2 separate regions of the Zea mays genome follow, and region 2 is linked to region 1. Evidence: chromatin contacts called from public Hi-C data. All regions are on one chromosome and are shown on one strand. The core of a region is the stretch at or near the end of the contact, and the rest is flanking DNA. Distances in the headings are between cores, read along the strand shown.

What was found. A called contact is a pair of places that touch in the nucleus more often than the background predicts.
Region 2: a Hi-C map of leaf shows a contact between it and region 1, with 4 times the contacts expected there. The contact joins the promoter of LOC100193646 here to the promoter of LOC100273674 in region 1. A contact is called at or near these places in 2 of 25 Hi-C or Micro-C datasets (ear and leaf).

What each region holds. Positions count from the first base shown.
Region 1 is chr2:82,331,345-82,336,269 of Zm-B73-REFERENCE-NAM-5.0, reverse strand. LOC100273674 reads left to right here and starts at 3,013. Exons shown (of 13, transcript NM_001360290.1): 1 at 3,013-3,214; 2 at 3,317-3,374; 3 at 4,328-4,460; 4 at 4,560-4,615. The coding sequence starts at 4,344.
Region 2 is chr2:82,877,199-82,882,123 of Zm-B73-REFERENCE-NAM-5.0, reverse strand. It overlaps LOC100193646 (basic helix-loop-helix (bHLH) DNA-binding superfamily protein), which reads left to right and starts at 1,905. Exons shown (of 4, transcript NM_001138742.1): 1 at 1,905-2,306; 2 at 2,437-2,689; 3 at 2,779-3,066; 4 at 3,158-3,711. The coding sequence starts at 2,203. The coding sequence ends at 3,661.

The DNA.
Region 1 (4,925 bases), core at 1,764-4,263:
TTTAAATAACATATTCATGGTTATTTTGACATAAACAAGTATTTTACTAAATCCAAGAAATTAAGTGCTATACTTATGATCACATGTATTTTGACTAGAAAAATCTATTTTCACTTGACCGAAAACACGTGGTCTAGTATTTCTTCTACTTCTTCATATCAATAAATTTACACTTAACATACTTATAACAACTATCGTTCCATAAGCTAAAGCGAAGTTAAATTTGTAAACATTTTCTAGTATGAAAATCACCGAGGTAGTGAATAGTGACATTATTCATTTTTAAAATTATAAAATCATGCACATATCCGAAATATTGTTGCGGGGTTCAATTTCGGCTATACGTATACATCAAAATCTCTTTTCAACAATCTATAAACTGATAATCCCGAAATTATTAAATTTACAAAACATGGACTAAAATGAAAAATCGTCTTCTTCTACCTTGGACTTGCTCGCGTGCAGGGGGAGCTCGACGGGGGGGGGGGGGGGTTCGACCGGGCAGGGAAGGGACAGGGGGTTTGGCGTCGAGCAGGGAAGCGGGGCAGGGGTCCTCGACGTCGAGCGGGGCTCCGGCGGGGTGCTGCGTGGTCGACGAAGCTCCGGCGACGAACTCACGGCGAGGGAGGAAGAGGATGGCGGGTTCGGCTGTAGGGGAGGGAGAGCTCGTGGGCGCGGATGTCCAATTTATAGAGGAGAGGGAAGGGGAGAGGGCGCCCGGGGGGAGAAGAAACGACCGACATAACTCCATTGATGGCATTCATGGAGGTTTTGAATGGAGGGAGAGAGAAGGGGAAACTAGGGGAGGAGTAGAAGTGTCGGCGGTCCGGCTCCGGGGTCACGGTCGGGCGCGAGGTCGGCGGCCTGGTCGCGGTCGGCGCGCAGCACGCGCGCGATGTCCTGGTGGCGGCGCGGCTGGGGAAGGAGACGAGGGGCGGCCGCGGGTGGGGCCCGCTCGGCAGGGAGAGAGGGGGGGGGGGAAGAAAATCCTCCCCTAATGGCGGCTTGACTGTTGGGCCCTGATGGGCCGGTTAGATGTTAGGGTTTCTGAAATTCTTTTTTTATTTCTTTTCTATTAAAATATAAATAAATATATTTTTAAAAATTCTAAAAAATCATAATAATTATACCAAAATTTTTTATAACTAAAATATTTATTTTTGGACCAATAATTATTATATTATTTAATTGGATTTTTATTAAGAAGAAAATTTCTACTAAACATCCAAAATCAAACATGAATACAACAAAAATTATTCTAGATGCAAAATAAAAATCACACTTTATTACCCTAATTATCATTAATAATCTTAAATGTATTTTTTTAGTTGATGGTTTTTATAGTGTTACATGGAGTCTCTCACAAGTTACACAATTGTTTACAATCAAAATGGAGTAAGGATGGGAGTAGAAACGCACACAAGGGCACAACGCAGCAACAACACACACAAGTGAAAAGAGAGCGCACGAAACACAACGACAGAATTACAGCTCAAAAACGCGCTCAAATCTCTCTCTAGCAAAACAATAGCATGGTCGCATGGATTCAGAGCTGTAGTGTTCTCAAAGAGTGCTTGGGTACAACTCCATGGTGTCTAGAGGGTCCTTTTATAGCCCCAAGGGACCTAGGTGTCGTTGGAGCTCCATTTGGAAGGTCCTAGTTGCCTTCTATCCGCGAGTACACCGGACTGTCCGGTGCACACCGAACACTGCACAGTGCAACTATCATGAATCTCTGATTTGCTACTTTTTGCTTCTGGGCGGCACCAGACTGTCCCACGGGGGCACCGAACTGTCCGGTGCTCCTCCTGACCGTTGGCTCCGGCTAACGTGTCAAGTAGCCGTTGGCCGACTAACAAACCGGATTGTCTAGCATTCCGCGCGGACCATCCGATGAATTATAGCCGGGGGTGTTAGCTTTTCCCGAGAGCTGCCCAAACGACCGGACAGTTACCGAACCGTCCGGTGGGTGGCACCGGACCTTCTGGTGCTACTCAAAGAAGCCCAGATGCTTCTTTTCCATGCCAACTTTTCTTTGTTTTTTGGCTCGACTTCGTATAGTCCCTAACACTTAGAGTGTGTTTGGTTTGAGGAATGAAGTGATCCATCTTCTTCTCACTCTTCACTTTTTTATTTGGTTTGTGGAATAAAATGAGTTGATCCATCACCACCCCATTCCTCATAAGCTAATAATTAGTATATACATGAGGAGTGGATTGATTCCACCAAAATTGATGGAATGAACTTATGATGCATCACCTCATGAAGCATAGAGTGACTCCACAAACCAAACACACCATTAGACAATATATGATTAGTACCTAAAACAAGTGACTAAGTGCTAGAAACATACACTTTTTCACTTGGAACCATATAGATTTGTAGTATGTCTATTTTCAAGCCTAAAAGTGCCTTCGAAGTCGTTTTCTTGGGCCATCGCGAGTTTGCTTTATCGTAGCACGAACGATGGGTGCCAAATGTTGGGACCGACTGACACATGGTCAAGTGGGCCCAATCAAGAAAGAGGGAACACAAATGCTCAACAAAACAGTAAGTATGGAACTGTAGCGTCTTGTTAAGTGTGTCCCGTCCATGTACAATGTGAGGATATTTATAGGTAACCGAGCATGTGGGTGTGCCCCCCTAAGTAATGTTATGCACTCAGTTACCTGCTACCATCGTTAGAGCGATGTTAAGTACAATCTGCTTAAACGTACTACGGATCCTATCCAAGACGGGCCGACAAATGGGCCCAAATAACGGCGGGACACGGCCTGGCCGCCGCCCAACCACATGGTAGTTTAATCCCCTACTAGTCTCGGAGAGTCGCTCCGAGGAATGGGAGTCGTGCCCCACCGGCGGCAGCAGCACCGGTGACGCCGGCACGCCTAAATGCGTCGTCCCCTCGCCTCTGCGGCCCTCCGCCTCCGCTTCTTCTCTTCCACCTCCCCTGCCCGCCTTCTCTCGCCCTGCCCATTCCTTCTATCCCGCCGTGACGACGACGGCGGCCGCGAGGCCTCCTCGTCGCCGCTGCCCCCGCTCCCGCCTTCTGGCTCGGCTTTCTCCCCACGCCCGCTCCTCTTCTCTGCATCAGCTGCCGCGGGCCTCTTCAGCCTCCATGGCGGGTGGTGGAGGCAGGCTCTTCCTCCTGCAGCGTCGCGGCCCCTCGGCTCCGTCTCTGACGCAGCTCCCGTCCGGCTCACCATCTCCCGCAGTAAGGAAGGGCTGGCCCCTTCTTTGATTTCCTCGTTGTGCCTGCTTTTTCTATTTGCTTAGCTCTTGCCTTATGTTGGGTGCTGCTGCTCTTCTGATGCAGGTTATTCTCTGCGTGTGGCCAAGGGCAAGAAGAAAGCACATTTTGACGATGAACACAGGTAATTCCCCTTTCTTGGTCTCCCTCAGAAGTCACATTTTGACGATGGCACCCCTAACATTTCCCTCAGATGTCAGAACATTGCGTATCCAGCAAAACAGATTTCAGAAGTTGTGTTCTCGTCATGGATTATTGACATTCTTTGTTTTCATGCAAAATATAATAATTAGTATATTTATATATGAAACATTGTGATAAAGAAGATGCTCAACACAGTGCCTCGTACCCTATATCTATCTACTATATAAATCACCAGTTTCCATTGTTTCTACCGTCGTCGTGCGTGACCCCTCCTTGCTCCTCATTTTAATGGTGAAAAAGCTAAAATTATGTACAAATAAGGATTCAAACCATGATTTTTGCCTTGTTGGCTCCAAACCCACATTCATACCCACATAACAAACAAAATACACATGTTTTTGCGTTTTATACTTTATAATTAAGCATAAATGGAAACCGTAGCAACATATGAGTACCTAACAAGTATAAGATAAATTGCGATTTTGTGAGTGTGAGATGGTTTTGGTATATGTGCATCTGTGGATCTGTGCTGTGATGGAACACAAATGCTTTTGCCCTGATGTTATGACAGTACACAATTGGGGATATGTTATTCCATAATTTTTTTGGAGTTGGAGGCATAAGAGAATGTTATGCTCCCCATTCCTGGACGAGGTGATGAGACAAGGAAAAAAGCCCACTTAGAATATGCTTCTGATTGAACTATGAGTCTGAATCACGATGCTGCTGCACAATAAGTACTCATTGCAAATTACCCCTTTATTTTTTGTCATTGTGGTAAAGAAACACAATTACAAAGGATAACCTATACTAGTTGATCCAGCATTTTGTTATCAACAGAATAGTGTCATTGCTTCTTGTTTGGATTGCTCATGAAGTTATCTTTTGATGTACATTTCGTTTAATGTAATTGATATTGGAATGTGACCTCAGCCATCGAGCGGTTAACATGGCACTATGGTGCAACTTCCTCGTTTTCTCCCTAAAGTTTGGAGTGTGGATTTCAACTTCAAGTCATGTTATGCTAGCTGAGCTTGTGCATTCTGTTGCAGACTTTGCTAACCAGGTATGTTTTTTTTGCTATGCCAGTTGATGTTTATACCTTTCCTCTCTGTTTCATGACCATGAATAAAGAACTCAGATCTAATTGTTCATCAACTTTCAGGCTCTTCTTGCTTATGGTTTGAGCAGCTCAAGACGTGCTCCAGATGCTCTACACCCGTATGCATAATCCATTCTTCTGGAATATAATGCTTTGTCAGAAAATAACTGGAACATTCTTAGTTCTTTACTGTACTGTATTTATTTAAGTAAATTAATTCCTTCTTTTTCATGAATGAGAAATTGAGACTCTTTTCCTTTGATGTAAAATATGATGACTGATGGGGCATAGAATTGTGGACCTTGCACCCCGATTACATAGGCTGATTCCTAAAAGAAGGGTTCACAAGAGAACAGTGCTAGAAGCTCTCTCAAACCATAGCTGGATATCGGATATACAAGGAACCCTTACTGTTGGAGTTATTACGGA
Region 2 (4,925 bases), core at 656-3,155, 550 kb before region 1:
AACTAAAAGCAACTGCTTGACTTATCCCCACATAAAGCTAGTCCACTACAGCCAAACAGGATACTTGCTGAGTATGTTGATGTGTACTCACCCTTGCTCTACACACCAAACCCCCCCCCAGGTTGTCAGCATTGCAACCACTGCTCAGGCGAAGATGAAGCTGTGGAAGGAGACTTCCAGGAGTTCCAAGACTACGACGAGTTCTAGGTGTGGGTTAGCGGCAACCCCCAGTCGGCTGCCTGTGAAGGCCGTGCTATCTACGTTTCGTTTTCGCACTTTGATTTATTGTAAGAACTATATGGACGTCTCAGACGTATGATGTAATCGACTATTATCCCTTTTTAATACTATTTCGAGCACTGAGTGATGATGTCCATATTATGTAACTGCTGTGTACGTGAATAACTGATCCTGGCACGTACATGGTTCGCATTCGGTTTGCCTTCTAAAACCGGGTGTGACAGATCGCTTCCTGAAGTAATATCACCAATGCTTTTGGTTTGCTCAGCTTCCCCAAAAGGTAGGGGCATGTGTTGAGCGCTATTTGTGGCACTGGGCACGACCGGACGATCCGACCCTGAAGACCGGACGGTCTGCCTTTAGGTGTGTATGGTCCATGATTAGATCGGATCAGGAGTAACTAATCCCTTTTTCGCGTGTGTTTATCCCTCTAAACCCGCGGATGATGTTGGCAAACGCCTAGGAACGGGTCCAGACCTCCCATATATATATATATATATATATATATATATATATATATATATATATATATATATATATATATATATATATATATATATATATATATATATATATATATATATATATATATATATATATATATATATATATATATATGAAGGGCAACGACCGATTACGGAGACAAACAATCGAACTACGATCGATATATTTTCCGTTCTTTACTTTTTACCCTAGGAGTAGACAATAACACAACTTTGTTCATCTCAATCTTCATCTCTCTTCGACTCTACATCGTCTAGAGGTGTCTTGGATGGTCTACCGATTCCAAGACAAACCCTAGGGTCTCTCCTCCTTGATGGGGTCCCTTCCGAAAGTGAGATCCAGGTGCTGTTGGCGAACGCCGCCGCCCCTACGCACACGCATACTGTCCGGCCACCAGGCGTGGACCGTCCGGATTCGGTGCAGGGAAGACCAGCTCCTGCCGCAGGTTACGGACCGTCCACGCTGTCGCAGAGAGCACCGCCACTGGTACATCTCGTAGTGATTGGAGCTTAGATCGGCGCCAACAATTTGTTACATATGGTTTATAATGTTGTAATCAAACAATGTATCTTAAAACCATAGTATTTTTACAGTTGTCAAACCTGTCGTATTTCTACGACAATTGCAAAGTATAGTATTATAAAACCGTAATTTTGAGAAAACATGGTTTCCGGACAAGTATTAAGTTGTGCCAAACAATAATAGGTAAACTTTATGAAAGCAACTCCAAAAGACTGTTAAAAATTATTCCTTAAAATTTAATATTAGGGTCTCCTGTAAAAAATTCTTAAATAATTCTAAACCTGCGGTAGGCTGCTAATAAATTAATCCTAAATTCCTTCAGCCATGCGTAAGCAGCGTGTGAGACAAAAAAAAAATAGTTGGAAACAATTGGATGGACGTGTGCTGAGACATGGAAATTTGAGGGAGAAAATGCTATGTATTCGGGGCGCCAAGATAATGGAGGATAAAAAGGAGAGCTGTTGAAGGGCTCATTTTGCATTTTTTCCAACAATTTTTTTACGGTTTGCTTTAGGGGTTTTAGGGTTTAGGGTTTTTTAACATGTGGCAGGCGCTAATAAAATCAGAAGATAAAGTGGCAGGCGCATGCGGCATGGTATATTGGTATCGATCCTGCCAAGTGCCGTAGCCCGCAGCCACCCAGAGCCTCTTATCGGCGTTCCCTTCGTTCTACTCCGATCCCCTCTCCAAGCGGCACATCTACATCCTTCCAGCGCACCAAATGCTTTGGATTGCGTTGCTTAGCACTAAAGACTAGATGCCCTTATGCGATTATATATGCTCAAAAGCCTGTGGTGATAGCTCAAGCCACATGAATGTATTAGATCAGGTGAAAGGGCAAGAGTTTCGATCAGTGGGCAGGCCGCAGGCGCAAACAAACAGTTGACAGGGTAGACTCAAGGCAATAGTGAGGAAGTGGCCGATCTGTTGAGGCCGATGGAGGCAGATAGCATGGTGGCCATGGGCTGCGGAGGTTTCTACTGGCAGTCGCCTCCGCGCTTCCTCCTTGAACCCCTCGACCTAGCCGACATCGTCGACAGGTGATTCAGTCAGCTGCTGCTAATCTACCGGAGAAGAGTGGATCACTCGGTTCTTCTCTTCTTTCCCTTGTTCCTTCTTCCAGTGGTCTGACGAATGAATAATGGTTTCTTGGTGCGTGCGCGCGGGCAGCAGCATGTACGTGCCGACGAACGAGGCTGATGAGCCCGTATCCGGGCTCTGCTCATCGAACCGGCCGGCGGAGGATTACTCCAGTTCGGCCGAGGGCGCCAACTCCTGTTCCGCGGCGGTGGTTCCGTCGCCGCCGCCGCCTCCGGGCGTGACGACGACGACGACGAGGAACATGGACATGGAGAGGACCCGCCGCAGGAAGCTCAACGAGAGGCTCTACGCGCTCCGGAGCGTCGTGCCCAACATCACCAAGGTCGTCAGAGCACTGCATCTATCTGTGCGTGCATGGTCATGGAGACAGCTTGGTAATTAATCGACTTCTTTGGTGTACGCACTACGCAGATGGACAAGGCGTCCATAGTCAGGGACGCCATCGCCCACATCGAGCATCTGCAGGAGCAGGAGCGCCGACTGCTCGCCGAGATATCCGTTCTCCAGTCTTCTGACGACGGCACCGCCGCCGCCGCCGCCGTCAAGACGGAGGACGCTGCCGCCACTGGGGGTGCTGCGTACGACGTCGACAGCGTCCCCTGGAGGAAGAAGCCGAGGGCGGTGCCACTGCCGTCCGTGTATTTCACCGACAACCCGACGAGCTCCATCTCGTCATCTCCGCCAGTCCGAATCCTGGAGGTGATAATATAGTAGATACTTGACTGGCTCAAGCGATCGAATTGTTCGAGAGCCCGATTAGTAAATGATGATTGAGATTGGGTCGCAGCAGGTGCAGGTCTCGCAGGCAGGGGAGAGGGTGGCGGTGGTGAGCCTCTGGTGCAGCAGGGGCAGGGACGCCGTGGGCAAGATTTGCCTCGCACTGGAGCCGCTGCGCCTCCGGGTCGTCACGGCCACCATCACCGCGCGCGGCGACACTGTCTTCCACACACTGTTCGTGGAGGTAATTAAGCAGCCTGCTAACTACAGCTTGCCGCACGACGGAAATTACTGTGGTTGCCCTTGTACGTGTGCGTGCCTACCTGAGAAGTCAGCTTCGGCACTCGCGAACCGATGGCGTCACCGGGGTGACGTCGCGCGGGATGACGTACGGAATGGTGCTCCGTTGTGGTTGTCGTCGTCGTCCTTTCGGCAAAAATTAGGAGCCGGAGTAGATGTTGGTCTCGAGGTTTCATCAGTGCTGGCCGATCGACGACTAGTAAAGTACGTCAAGTTTCTGCGTGGGAAACGGGCGCGCGACATTTTATATTTTGTTCTACTGACGGTGAAGGATTGAAGAAGCCTTCGTGTCAGTGATAGCACTGAAGAATTAATAAATCGGTTTTTAAGGTGGTGGCTTTAGTTGTTGGTGTACTCATTTTTATTTTTAGTCATGTTTTTTCTCAGATTATTATTTTAGTGCTATAGAGCAGAAGAACAAAATTAAGCAAAAAATACGATCCATAGACACACACTAACTTTATACAAAGACCAAAAGATAGCGAAAGAATAAATCTTTGGGGTCAGTCATCAGTGGAGTGAGAGGAACCGTCATTAGCTTGGATGCCATCTCCAGGTGGCTTTCTTGAACGTGAAGTCGTCAACAGTCCCTTGATTGGCAGGCGCCCCTATACATACATGTAGGCCAAAAGGGGCATGTCACCCTCTTGCTGATTGAAAACTCACTTATGTATCATGTATGCAGCTATTAAACTGATTATTAAAAATCAATAAATAATAAAATATGATCTTGAAACTGAAAGCCGCACTATTTGGGGTCGGTCTGGATCCCTTAAACTCGTCGATAGTTCGATCTTTAGATGAAAACTTCGGTTGGTTAATTCAATTAATGTTTTAATGAAAACTTAGGTGACTGCAGTTTAAACGACTGCATCTGTCATCCTGTGTTGTTTGGATACATGGAACTAGTAGTAGTAAAGTAAAATTCGGTCCACCTTTTGGTACACCGTAAGGATGAACCAGGATCAAAATTCTGTGAACTAAACTGATTGTATGGCCGTCAGACGTTCTGTGTTTTTGCACTACTTGGTCTGACGAGAGGATGGACGGCCAAGGACTGGGGACACTACTACACAAAGAAACAACAAAGCCACTGCAGAATTCTCTAACCTATATCTGTGGAAAAAAAACTAGCTACACTCCGGGGCTGATGCAGGATTTAGAGACTGTGTATTCAAAATTTAGAATGGTAGTTTTCCTGATATCGCCTCAAAAATAGAGGAAGAGAACCGCGAGGCGGGGTAGTCTTTATTTTTCAGGCGAATGTTTGAATATCATGTCATTATGTGTAGTTCTAATTTTTTTTAATTCATGTATATAATATATGTACCATTACCATGAATTGATTGATGTAGGCCCAACCCGGAGCCTACACTTCTATCTTTGCTCTCATATAACGCAAAAGGTGTTGTTCTCTAGACAGGAGAAACAGGTGGCGCTCGGCTAAAGGAGGCGATACTGGCTGCTCTCGCTCGGCTCAACGTCCTCGCTAACGCTGACCAAGTCGTCCATGAGTTACTGGGATGATTGATGCGGTGGCA